Linked DNA regions of Mus musculus: region 2 is linked to region 1. A link is a contact called in public Hi-C data. All regions are on one chromosome and are shown on one strand. The core of a region is the stretch at or near the end of the contact, and the rest is flanking DNA. Distances in the headings are between cores, read along the strand shown.

Region 1 (5,844 bases), core at 2,477-4,976:
GCAGCAAACACCTCACCTAAGCCATCTTGCCAGCTCCAAAGCTAGGGGTTGTATTCAAGATGTATGTCCTTTTATATCTGCCAGACAGTATGGTAGACACTGAGGCTGCCACCGTGACTGCACAGCCTCATCTCATGTAGCTTGCTTCATGGCAGAAGGAGAAGTAACAGGGCTTCTCCACTCGTGATCACTCGCAGGAGCTGACATACAGCTTCCTGTCGGAGCAGGGACCGGCAAGGGATGGAGCAGCAGCTGCGCCATCTCCTACTTGCAGTCGGATGCATTGCAGTTTGTTGTTATACCCAGGTCTATAGACTTTGGAATTTACTTGCATCACACACTTATAACCCATTTGTCATATTTGTTGGATATTATTTTCGTGCATACAGATTTTGTACAAAGGTGCTTAATGTTATCTGTCTTAACAATATAAAAATTAACTAATTAAGATCAATGGCATGTTTGGGTAGCTTCAAATGAAAAAGAAGAAACCATGTAAATGAAATACTCTCTTTTCTTGGAATTTGTATTTTATCATGATTTGTTGTTGTTGTTGTTGTTGTTGTTTATCAGAAAATAGAGTGTGAAAGTGGAGTGGAAGACTGTGGTCGGTACCCCTCAGTAATAGAGTTCGGGAAATACGAGATCCAAACCTGGTACTCCTCGCCTTACCCACAGGAATATGCAAGGTAGGGGCGGAGCCTGGCGGCTGTGTGGGAAGGCCTGGGGAGCTCTGTTCTACAGCAGAAGTGAAATGCTTTGAGGAGAGAGGAGAAGTACACTTGGGTACAGGGATGCTGCTCAGCTGGGAGAGTGCTTGCTGAGTATGCCTGGCTTCCATCACCATGCCCCACGGAAAACAGGTCATGGTGTGAGCACCTATTCGTGAGCGCCTTGGAGTTAAGGCGGAAGGTCAGAGGTTGAAGGCCATTTTGTCAGTATATATTCTGTTGATAGCCATGAACTTGTCTCCAAAAAGTAGTGAGTGAGTGAGTGAATAAACAAACATAAATTTTGGTAGTCAGGCAGAAGTCTTTGCCATTAGCGTACTTTTGTAGTGTGTTTGTACTGTTTGTGTATATTCCTTAACTCGTAAGAACCACGGGTACTGTAAATTTCTCTTTGAGCCAGGAGGTAGTGGCACTCACCTTTAATCCCAGCACTCAAGGAGGCAGAGGCAGAGGCAGGCAGATCTCTGAGTTCAAGGCTAGCCAGGTCTACAGATCTAGTTCCAGAACAGCCAGGACTACACAAAAAAACGCTTGTCTCCAGAAAAAACAAACAAAAAACAGAGATAAATAAACTTTTCTTTGACTTTTGAGGCCATCCTGTTTTTGTTCGGTTAGTAGGACAATTGCTGGTTTTATATAGAACAAATCAGAGAAAACAACGGTCGGTTAGAGGTGCTTGATATATTCACTACACTGGCTGTCTTTTAGTTAAGGATATAGGTTTTATCAATAATTTCTCATCCCTTGTTTTTTTCGTGGTTCTTCTCCCAGAAATTAAGCAAAATAGAAAAAGTAGGAGGAAGTAGTAGGTGGCAGGTAACTTTCAGAGACCCTTCCCAAGTCACTCAAAGCCATTTACAGCCAACATTCTAAAAATAACAGAAATTGTTGTCAGTTTCCTGCTTTTCTTGAACTAAGATTAGAGTGTCTTAGCAACCAACTATATCACCCAACATTTCTTTTCTTCTGATGCCCACATCAAGTCACATGGTATTAGTAGAATCTTGGGGCTTTACCCTCCCAACCAAAACTACAAAGTGAGATTACATCTCAAAAATGGTTTTGTTAAAGAAGAAGGAGAAGGAGAAGGAGAAGGAGAAGGAGAAGGCGAAGGAAGAAGAAGAAGAAGAAGAAGAAGAAGAAGAAGAAGAAGAAGAAGAAGAAGAAGAAGAAGAAGAAGAAGAAGAAGATGATTATTCTAAGTCTCAGTGGAAGACCAGCTTAGCTGAGATTTCATGAATAAAAATGAGGTCGATAGGAGAGTAAGGACTGTGTCTACCTCACAAATATACCTATTACCTAACACTTGATACCACGTATGTACATAAACGTATGTGTGTGTGCATAGTTTACATATCTGTGTAATATGTGCATATAGCTTAAAGTGTCTGGAAAGATTTAATGGCCGGATCACTGAAGTGGATGTCTATAAAATGGGTGTTAGCATGCCTCAGCCCTTTGTTGGTGCTATGTAAACAGTTCTGTTACTTTCTGAAGATTAAAGAGCGTGTGCTTAGTGATTCTGTAGCACTGAGTGCAGATAACTGAGTTAAGAATATAACACTGCAGACAAAAACCCAAAACACTTCTTAATTTAAGAATTAAAGCAGCAGTGGAATTGGTAGGAAACAAATGTGAGCTTTTGACTGTCGGACTTGCGTCCACTACTTTAGACTATTACATTATATAGCTTCCTCATCCAGAGGCAGAAATAAAAGCCACCTTTTAGGACCTCTGCCTCATAGATATCCATATCATTTTAAAGATAATAAATTCACTTATAAATAAAATATTACTCTAGGTACAGCAGTCTGCATTAAGAATATTTAAAAATACAGCATTAAATCTGAATTTTTAAAAATATACTTGGTCACACTAAAGAATAGCATTCTGAATTGTTGATTTTTCAGGCCTGAAAAACCTGATGGTAGGTCATAGAGTAAAATAAGAACACATTATTATAAGCTTTATTTAAAATATTTTAAGGTCTTTATATTTCTTTATTACTGGATTCTCCACACCCCGCCCCCTGCCGTTTTGTTTTGTTTTGTTGTGTTGTATTGTGTTGTGTTGAGACAGGCTCTTACTGTGTAGCTCTGGCTGGTCAGGAATTAGCTGTGTAGACCAAGCTGGCCTAAAGCTCACAGAGACCCTTCCCTCCTGCCTCTGAGACCGACTGTTGGGGTTGAGGCTATATGCCACTATACCTGGCTTCTTTTTCCCTTTTTGAAAATGTTTTCAAAAGATTTTATAGCCATTTTATGTCTAGAAAACATTGAACAATGTTTAGCTTTTCTCTCTTGAACAGTATAGTCACTCTAATAGACTTTCTGATTTTTAAACTTTGACAGATTACCAAAGCTTTACCTGTGTGAATTCTGTCTTAAATATATGAAGAGTAAAAATATTTTGCTAAGACACTCAAAGAAGTGTGGATGGTTTCATCCTCCGGCCAATGAGATTTACCGAAGGAAAGACCTTTCAGTATTCGAGGTAAGCAAGTATAAACAAAAACATGGTCTTTTTGAACCCTAATATTCCTAACTGTTGACTGTGTGCTTGGATGGTTTGTGTATAGATAGCACAGTGTGTATTCAATCTTAGCATCGGAATTCACACTGCTCTTTAAGATAGCGCCATGGTTTAGCATATTTATCTGACTACATTAAGCAACCATTTAGACTGATGAAGAATTCTTACTTCATCACATCAACTTTTTTGGGGCTTTTTAAAATCCCTTTCTACAGCACAGTATGCACCAGTGAATTAGTGGTCTCCTTGGCTCTTTGTAAATTCCACATTCTTTGGCAGGAGGAATTAGCTTTGTTTAGCAGCTCCAGCCAGTGTCTGGCAGGTACTCCCTCTTCCAGGGAATTGAGCAGCTGTACGTATCTGCTTAGCACACAAACACCTGTGCTTCTGTCCAGTTCTTGCCAGGGTGGATAAATCCTCTGGGCGAGATCCCAGCAGATGTTGGGACTCTTCCCCAGTCTCTGTGGACAGCTACCCTAGAGAACCTTGCCGTTCCCAGGAAGCCCTGTGTTCCTGGGTCTCATTGTAGGTTTCTTGAAGATATTTTGTGTTTTCAGAGCAGACGTAGTAGCAGAAAGTCTCTGCTTTATTTTCATTGTTTAGCCAGGCTTCTGCTGCCAGGCTCGGGGATCTAGCTTAGCTGATCAGCTGTATACTGAGGACTCCAGGCTCTCCTTTGGTGGTCCTGTCTGTTCAGAGGGTCACTGTCCGTTCTCGGCATTAATCCTCCTCACTGTAGCTGCACATTTCTGTGCTTTGCTGTATTGGCCTCTTTGTTACCATCCTGGTGTGTTGTTTACTCTTCAGGGTCTCAGATCAAGCCTTCCTCCTACGGCAGACATGATGTCTTCTTTTTCTGAAAACCAGTGTCCTTTCTCTTTCCAGTGCTCATGTTGCTGTGTATCATTCTGCTGCACAGCTGCCGTTTGCTCTGGCCTCCAGTGTCCCTCCATTATAATAAGGGAGGGTCATCAGTTTCCCATGTGTCTAAGAGGCTTCTCAGGCAGGGCTTTCCCTCTCTAGACTGGTCAGGTACCTACTGCTGTGGTGTTTTTTAAGCACCTTCCTGCTCTTTCTAGTGAGCTTGAAGGGCAAGTGGAATTCTTTGTGAGGCTGCGCTATTACTTCTTATTAAAGGCCAAGCACAGGCTGCTCAGCCTGAGTACTACTGGCATTTCAAGCTGAATAATATATTGCATAGGAACTGTAGTATACTTTTTAAGGTGTTTAGCAGCATCCTGCCGTCTACCTCCTGGCTGCTGCTGCTGGTGCCTCCTGTCCATTCGTGACAACCAAAAATGCCTCAGCAGCCACATATCTGAGCAGAAAGAGGGTGGGAGGTGAAGGATACCAAGTACAGGTTACCCCACTTGATGTACTGTCGGGCTGCCACTCAGGCAGCCCCAAGAAGGCAGGGGAGAGAGTTGGTCTCAGGGAGCCTTTGCGTTGTGCCAGCTTTACTGTTTGGTCCTTTCCTCGTGCCCTGGATGCTTTTCCTCCAACCGAAAGAAAATTGAAACGACTGTTCATCTTTTCCCAGACAGCAAAACACATTGTTTGCCTTAAGTAATTATTGAATAAATCATCATGAGTAAGGCTGTGTGTGGACGCTCTAATCTATCAGGAAGTCATCTGGGCAGGATAATCAGTCTTGTTAGACATGTGTTTGAAAGCACAGAGATGAAAGTCGCCCAGGAGTGTAGTTCATTCCTACACTGAGGGTGTGGAGGAAACCCTAAGGCCCTATTCTAGCATCTTGATTGAAGGTATCAGCTTTGGAAAGGAAACTTTCGGATCTTTTCTGTGATTTAGAAAGAAGTAAACCGTATCTGTGATTTTGGTTTTGTGAGTCTCTTCTGTACCTGTCTCTTTTCCTAGACTTCTGATTGATCGGAGATTGTTTCAGTGTTTTCATTTCTGTTTCTGATGCACAGATGTACATCGCCATTAGTTCTTGTGTACGGCACTGTTTCCAAAAGGACCATACTCCCAAATACATCAAAACGTCCTTTAATTAAAGAGAGAATTGTATCCTCAGTGCCAGTTGCCTGTATTTGATTATGTTGCTATGTGTGGGACTAAGGTTCTGTCCAAGGGAAATAGTTATATGAAATCTAAAAATAATTTGTGCAGTATAAGAACCAGTATGGTCCACAGGAGACCTGGGAATGGTCAAGTTCATTGTCAAAGAGCTCGGGTTAGCAAAACCTGACTCCCCTAAGAAGAGTGTGGGGTCTGTTTGGCTCTCTGTTTCAGCAAGTCACTACATTTGATCAAAGACATTGGTTTCTGTGCCTTAGCTCCTGTGGAGGCCTCGGTGTCCCAGCTTGAGTCTTTTATTTTGAAGAGAAGTAGACTATAATCATTACACTTACTGTAGGTTTAAATTCACCTGACTCTCTCTGTAATTATTCCCAACACAGAGATTGTATATTCTCCAGTTATATTAAAATGATACTTGGGATAAAACTAAAATGGATGCCTCTGCTGTTTAATCCACACTTTTGAAGAATCAGAATAACTCAGGCGGTTCATTTATATTATTTTTATTTGAAGTCCTTTTGAAAATAACAAAAGTTTG
Region 2 (5,844 bases), core at 1,693-4,192, 220 kb after region 1:
TGTATTTCTAATGGGCTCTGGAGCTCACAGCTGCTTAGAGCAGTTGATCAACAAGGTCCAAAAGCCCTGGTATCCCAACTTTCCTAATGGGGCACCTGCTTCCCCCACCTACATTTTATCTAGACTTTTAAAACCTAAAGAAAATGAAAGTGAACACTGAAGGGGCCAGTTCCCGACGTGCTATCTCAGACGAGCACTAACTTACCTACTGTGTCCTGTGTCCCTGGGTGCCTCTTTTAGGCTTCAGTTGTGATCTGGTCTCCAGTGTTAATTTAGTCTGAGTAGTCCAGTGAAGACGGTTTTTAGAACATGGCTTTTAGGGCATTTTGAACTTGTTATTTATTACTAACCTCCCTGTGCCCTCAGATGGTGTTGACCATCAGTTTTTAGCACCACTGTTGATCTAGGTGCTCTCTGCTGGCTGGAGTCAGTGTGGAGGCTGCGTGCTGAGGAAGGGCCGGCAGGGTGGAGTGCTCTCAGGCCCATCATGGTGGTTTGCTTTGTTCACAGGTGTGAAGCTTACACTGTCTGCTCTGGTAGACGGGAAGAGCTTTAATGCTGGAGGCCACAAACTTGGGCTTGCCTTGGAATTGGAGGCTTAATCCAGTTAAAAGAAACCTCTGGGAACGAATATCAGAAGATTTGGCCTTAATATATTTCCATGCGACCAGCAGGCTCCCCTTCCTTCCCCCAGAAGGTGATCACATCAAAGGATGATGAAGCAAGAGCTGTATTTTAAATATTTAGACAGTCACTGTTGGCTGGTTCCTAGTTGGATGGTTATCAGTGCTGCCGTGGTGCGGCCCCCTATACATTATTTAAATGTATTTAACTGTTAAATGTGCTACCCACCAATGATGAAATAGACGTTTATGAAAACCGTGCCATGGTGTGCATGTTTGTTTTATGTTCCTTTTAACATTGACTATTGTACTGAATGAGATGGATCAGTGGCTGTTTTAAGATGAGGTAAAAGATTTTTTTTTGTTATATTCACCCATCATTAGAATTACTTTGGTAACCCCAAACATGACAAATTATGAATAAAACAAGTGTACATAACTAATGGCTCACGTATGTGCAGTTACAGATTGCCAGCCTAGGGTCTAATCTTCTTGGCAAATACTTTTTTCTGGTGAGCATTTTGCTCTTTACCTAAACCTGTGCAACCAAATTCCTTGTGTCCCTAGCATAATCCACGAGGTCTTTGAGATTACAATAAAATACAAGGATACATACTTTAATACTCTGCAGTTTCTAAGTTTGTGCAAAGTTAGAGTGAATCACTGTTAACCCATGGATGATGAAGGGAGATGCAGGGGTGGTGCTGAGTGGCTAAATAGGCATGCATCCCCTTCCTTCTGAGCCACGCTACAGAAAGTGGAGCCTGGGTAGATGGAAGCAACAGGCCAAGAGAGGAGAAAGTGGGCACCATTCTCTTCTATTGACAGCGTTGAAAAGCTGAGCTGGGGTCTGGACCAGGCAGCCCCCTTCGCCATCACCTGGGTGATATGTATTACCTAGTGATCCTGGTTGGAAAAGTAGGACCGTGCCAGCTTCCCTGGGGAGGTGGTGTGTCACAGGTGAGAGGTGAGTGTCACTTCTGAGGTGTAGTTTAAACTTGAGAGGACAGCTAAGAAAATGGGTACTTTGGGACTTACCCAATAGAAATGGTGCATGTTACTGCCCTGTGACCCTCAGCTAACAAGTGTTCTTCATGCTGGCTCTGCTGAGCGAGTGGACTCATGTGGGCTACCAGTGCATCAAAGGCACTTCAAAATGGATTGGACCAGGTCCCCTGTGTGCACCTCAGTATGTACTTGTGACTTGTGAAGAAGGGGTAGGGCACAGCTAGTCCCCAGAGGGTTGGTGGTGTGTGGCAGGGACTCAGTTGTGGGCTCACACATCTGTACTTGTAGCAGCTGCTAAGTGCACATCACTTGGGCCTTTCTTACCCCAGAGTGGCAAACCTGTGGTGTCCCAGAAACTGTCCTTTCTGCCTCAGTACAAAGAACTTTACCTTTCTTCTAGAGCAGCAAAGCACCAGGCCTCAGGTCAATAAAGGTTGGCTCCTTATAGTGTCCCCCAAAAGGACAGTGCTGCAAAAGCTTCAAGTTCCTGAGGTTTCTTGAATGAGGTTGGCTTCCCACTCTGTCTGCTTTGCACCTTGGCCATCAGTCTCCTCCCTTAGGACTTAAGGGGATGAGGGAGCAGATAGAAATGCCAGCCAACCTTAGGTCCTGTAGTCTGGGCTTCCACTGCACACAAGTTAGGCTGGGGAGGCTTCAGCCCTGTGAAAACATGAGTAGACTGCCAGCTATAAAAGGCCCTATCTCGACATCTCTGTGGCATGTGGCTGGGAGGCCAGAGACAGATAGGGTCTTCCCTTATATCCAAGCCTGTTGGAACTCTACTCAGTGAGTACAGCTAGGACAATTTATTAAAACTATGCGGTCAGATAAGGCCACAAGCCTTGGTGCCAGGGAGACCTGCAGGGAGGGAACCCTCCACCAAGTGAACGCTGGAAGAGGATGCTCAGAAGGTCGCGTGTCCAGTACCTTTATTGTCAGGTTTAAAAGTCAGGTCACTGGCTGGGGGTCTTAGGTTCTCACACCCAGGCCCTAAGCTTCGTGTTAACCCTAGATCTTAAAGGCCAAGGAGAGGCCATCATCCAGGGGCAGGAGGCTGATGTAGACCCTGGCGTCCCTCAGGATGCGTTCGTTCAGGTTCCGCACACATTCAACAGTCTTGTTCCTGGGCTGAGGCTGCAGCACTTCTCCGCGCCACAGGACCTACAGATGGAGGGGCGGGGCCGTCGGAAGTGGGGGGTAGCCGACCCAGAGCTTTAGCCAGGAGGGGCGGGACCTATGATACTCTGGGTGGGCTTTGGGGCGGGGCTGGGGGGTGGGGTGGGAAGAGCTGAGAAGAGTGGGTACCCAGCCACAAGAAGCAGCAGTTTTGCCTTAGCTAGTCCTTACTCTGAGTACAGCGAGCACGCCTCCGGGACGTAGGAGCTGCAGACAGCGCTCGTAGTAGGCGGTACAGTTCTCTTTGTCCGCGTCCACCACGGCTATGTCGAAGGTTCCGGCCTCGCCCGCCGCTAGGAGCTCATCTTAACAGGGACAGAGGGCATGTGCCGCTGGCTGAGCTAGGGTCTCAGCGGGCTGCTCAGGGTCGCCAGTTTTGTTCCCCGGGGTTGGACAGTGCTGTCTGGGTCCCTCCCGCACTGGTGCTCACCCAATGTCTGCAGGGCGGGCTGCAGCCGAAGGTCGATCTTCTGCTCCACTTCTGCCTGCGGAAGGAGGCCGGTCAGGCCGGCACGCCCCCGAGCCGGAGCCCGAACGGCCGCAGGTGTGGGGCTCTCACCTGCTTCCACATGGGCCGTCCCAGCTTCGGGGGCTCTGCGTCAACCTCGCAGGTCACCACGCGGCCAGCCTCCGGAAGCGCCAAGGCTAGGGCCAGGGCCGAGTAGCCCGTGAAAGTACCTGTGGAAGGGGACACTGTCAAGCTCAGTTCAGGGTGCAGGGCTGCCCTGTGACCCTGGTTTCCAGAGACCATGGCTGCGTGTTCCTACCCAGATCCAGAGCTTTCTTGGCCTTAATGAGCCGCGCCAGGTTGGCCAGAAGCTGGGCCTGTTCACAGGTCATCATGGAATCCCCCTGCGGCTGCTCCAGGGTCAGCTGTGTGGGGAGAGGGAGGTGCCATTCATACCAGTCACCCCCCCCACCTCCCCCCTGAGGTTTTGAATCATTCAGGGGCTCGGTGGCGGGTGTGGCCTAGAGGGGACAGGTCTCAGGGAACCCGGAAGCCCAGAGAGGGTTTCTGCCTAGCTCAAGGTCACACAGCCACGTGAGGTCCACCACGCTGGAAGTGGGGAGCCGGTTCTCGGTCCCAGTCCTACTGACCAGTCGCAGGCTCCGCAGCGCCGGGTGCTCTCTCATGGAGCGGCTCAGCAGATACTGCCACAGGGGATTGTCCTCAGGTGGCAGCAGGCGCTCTTGCCGCCTGGACCCCCATGGAGGCCACCGTTTCCCTGCCGGGGAGAGGGTGCCGAGTCAGGGCCTGCATTTCTGACCGGGTTCTCCGGCTCTTCTCCGCGCCCTCCTCCCATTCCCCGGACTGCAGCAGCCCAGCCCAGCTCACCCAGCAAGAGACCAGTAGCGAAGGCGGCGCCCAGCGCGGCCGAGCCCAGGGCCAGTGCGGCTGGGATAGATAGCCGAGGGACGGGCTGAGCCATGGTGCAGGTTAGCAGCGGCGGCGGAGGTCACGTGTGCTGGAGTAGCGAGGATGGGACTGGGACCAGTAAGCCGACAGGGCTCCACCTTGTCCGGGCCCTGCCCACAGAGCCGCGTCCTCGGGCACCATCTGGTGACACATGGCCGTATTGCAAGGTCAGGCTGAGAACATCTCGCCACCCGGTGGCTGCATGCGGAACTGCGTCGGGGTATGGAGTCATCTCTGCACCAGGGCTCTTGTGAGCATGGGGAGAGGGGATAAAGTGAGTGTGGCTAATGGAGGAATCCAAAGAGACTCGGGAATGCTTGCTGGAGGGGTGCCCAAGTTAAAGGAACCAAGAACCTGGTTTAGAGTCACCTGGTTTCCAAGACAGTATCCTTAGTGGCTGGGATGCTGGGTGTAGCTTTTTTGTGTGACGGTCCGTCTTTCCGAGTCTGTTTCTTTTCTGTAAAGCAGGTATTACAGCCTTACTACGATAGGCACGGGATTCCTCGCATAGTAGGTGCTCAATAGTGGTACTTGCTGTTATGGTCATTGGCTAGAGAGGGTTCCTTGGGAAGCGGTAGCATCTTGGCAGGCAGCAGCTGAGTTCCCCTTGCAAGGCTATCTGCTAGACCGGTGTTCCCTAGACATTTATTGAATATCTACTATATGCTGAACTCTGGTGGAAGCAAAAGACTGTGGTAGTTTATGACTTGGAAACAACTGGACAGGTACAACTGGAATGCAGTTCAAGTGTTACTGTCCCTCTTTTTTCTACAGTGAAATCCTTTCTAGACTTCGCTCACAGGAGACTCTGCTGACCTGCCCTCAGGGACCTAGCAATTGCTTAAGGCATCACCTGCCCCGCCCCCCACGTACGACAGGTATGTGCCACAGATAAAAAGACCCCCACCCCACTCCAGTCCTTTGGCCCCCTTCCCCCCTCCCCTGGCTTCATTCCCATCTGTCTGTCTACATAGCCACTTGCCAGCCTCTAGTCCTCTTCTCCCAGTAAACCCCCTTTATACCAGAACTGTTGCACAGTGTAATTTCTCAGGGGTGCACCTTGCCTCGGGCCACCAAGAATACTGTCTTGCAGAGTTATATTTCACAACACTCACTGCACACAACACCCGATGGAGTTCCGGTTGAAAACACCCGCACAGTGTGCCTCACACACAGGCTTAGTAGGCTATTGGTGCTGTCTTTAAGAGCTGGAGTCCACAGGGCCTCAGAGGTGGTTGCCCTGGAAGTCTGTTTCTTAACAACACTGGCCAGGCCCGGAGACCCTCCGGAGGCAGGCAGACAGGTGCAGGATCAGTGAGAGAGCCCTAGACCTGGCCAACTGAAGCCAATGCTGCTAGAATCCCGGGCCTCGGAGGTGAGGGCAGGTCTCCAATCACAATCAGGGTAGACTGGCTTCTTGACCTATCAGCATCTGTGCAGGGTGCAGGCAAACAGGAGGGGAACCTACTTTCTCTAGGGGCAGGGCGGGATCTCAGCTGCTTCTCCTAACTGCTCCTGGAACAGGCCCCTTAGACAAGCTCTTTCTTCTTGTTGACTCTCAATGACTTGAGAGTCCTGAAAATATCTCTGAGTTTGAGTCATGCTCTCCAGGTAAGGCCC

Evidence for each region. A called contact is a pair of places that touch in the nucleus more often than the background predicts.
Region 2: a contact with region 1 is called in a Hi-C map of uterus, with 2.1 times the contacts expected there. The contact joins the promoter of A430057M04Rik here to the enhancer-like site in region 1. A contact is called at or near these places in 1 of 484 Hi-C or Micro-C datasets (uterus), 1 of 115 datasets of contacts at active chromatin or transcription factors (microglia) and 2 of 9 other capture datasets (adipose tissue and liver).

The regions. Positions count from the first base shown.
Region 1 is chr14:21,628,240-21,634,083 of GRCm38.p6, forward strand. It overlaps Kat6b (K(lysine) acetyltransferase 6B), which reads left to right. Exons shown (of 17, transcript NM_017479.3): 9 at 574-689; 10 at 3,083-3,224. Among named protein-coding and RNA genes, the nearest start is that of Dupd1, 83 kb to the right of the region's middle. Within about 2 kb of position 3,727, at least 9 of the 459 cell types and tissues checked have an H3K27ac peak or open chromatin away from gene starts, as enhancers often do. A contact at or near this core is called in uterus, where this site is marked.
Region 2 is chr14:21,844,636-21,850,479 of GRCm38.p6, forward strand. A430057M04Rik (RIKEN cDNA A430057M04 gene) reads left to right here and starts at 2,943. Exons shown (of 3, transcript NM_176925.3): 1 at 2,943-4,444; 2 at 4,999-5,102. The coding sequence starts at 4,236. Comtd1 (catechol-O-methyltransferase domain containing 1) reads right to left here and starts at 4,275. Exons shown (of 7, transcript NM_026965.2): 1 at 4,144-4,275; 2 at 3,906-4,033; 3 at 3,575-3,680; 4 at 3,367-3,485; 5 at 3,238-3,292; 6 at 2,979-3,112; 7 at 1,226-2,792. The coding sequence starts at 4,237. The coding sequence ends at 2,640. Vdac2 (voltage-dependent anion channel 2) reads left to right here. Exons shown (of 10, transcript NM_011695.2): 10 at 511-1,244. The coding sequence ends at 602.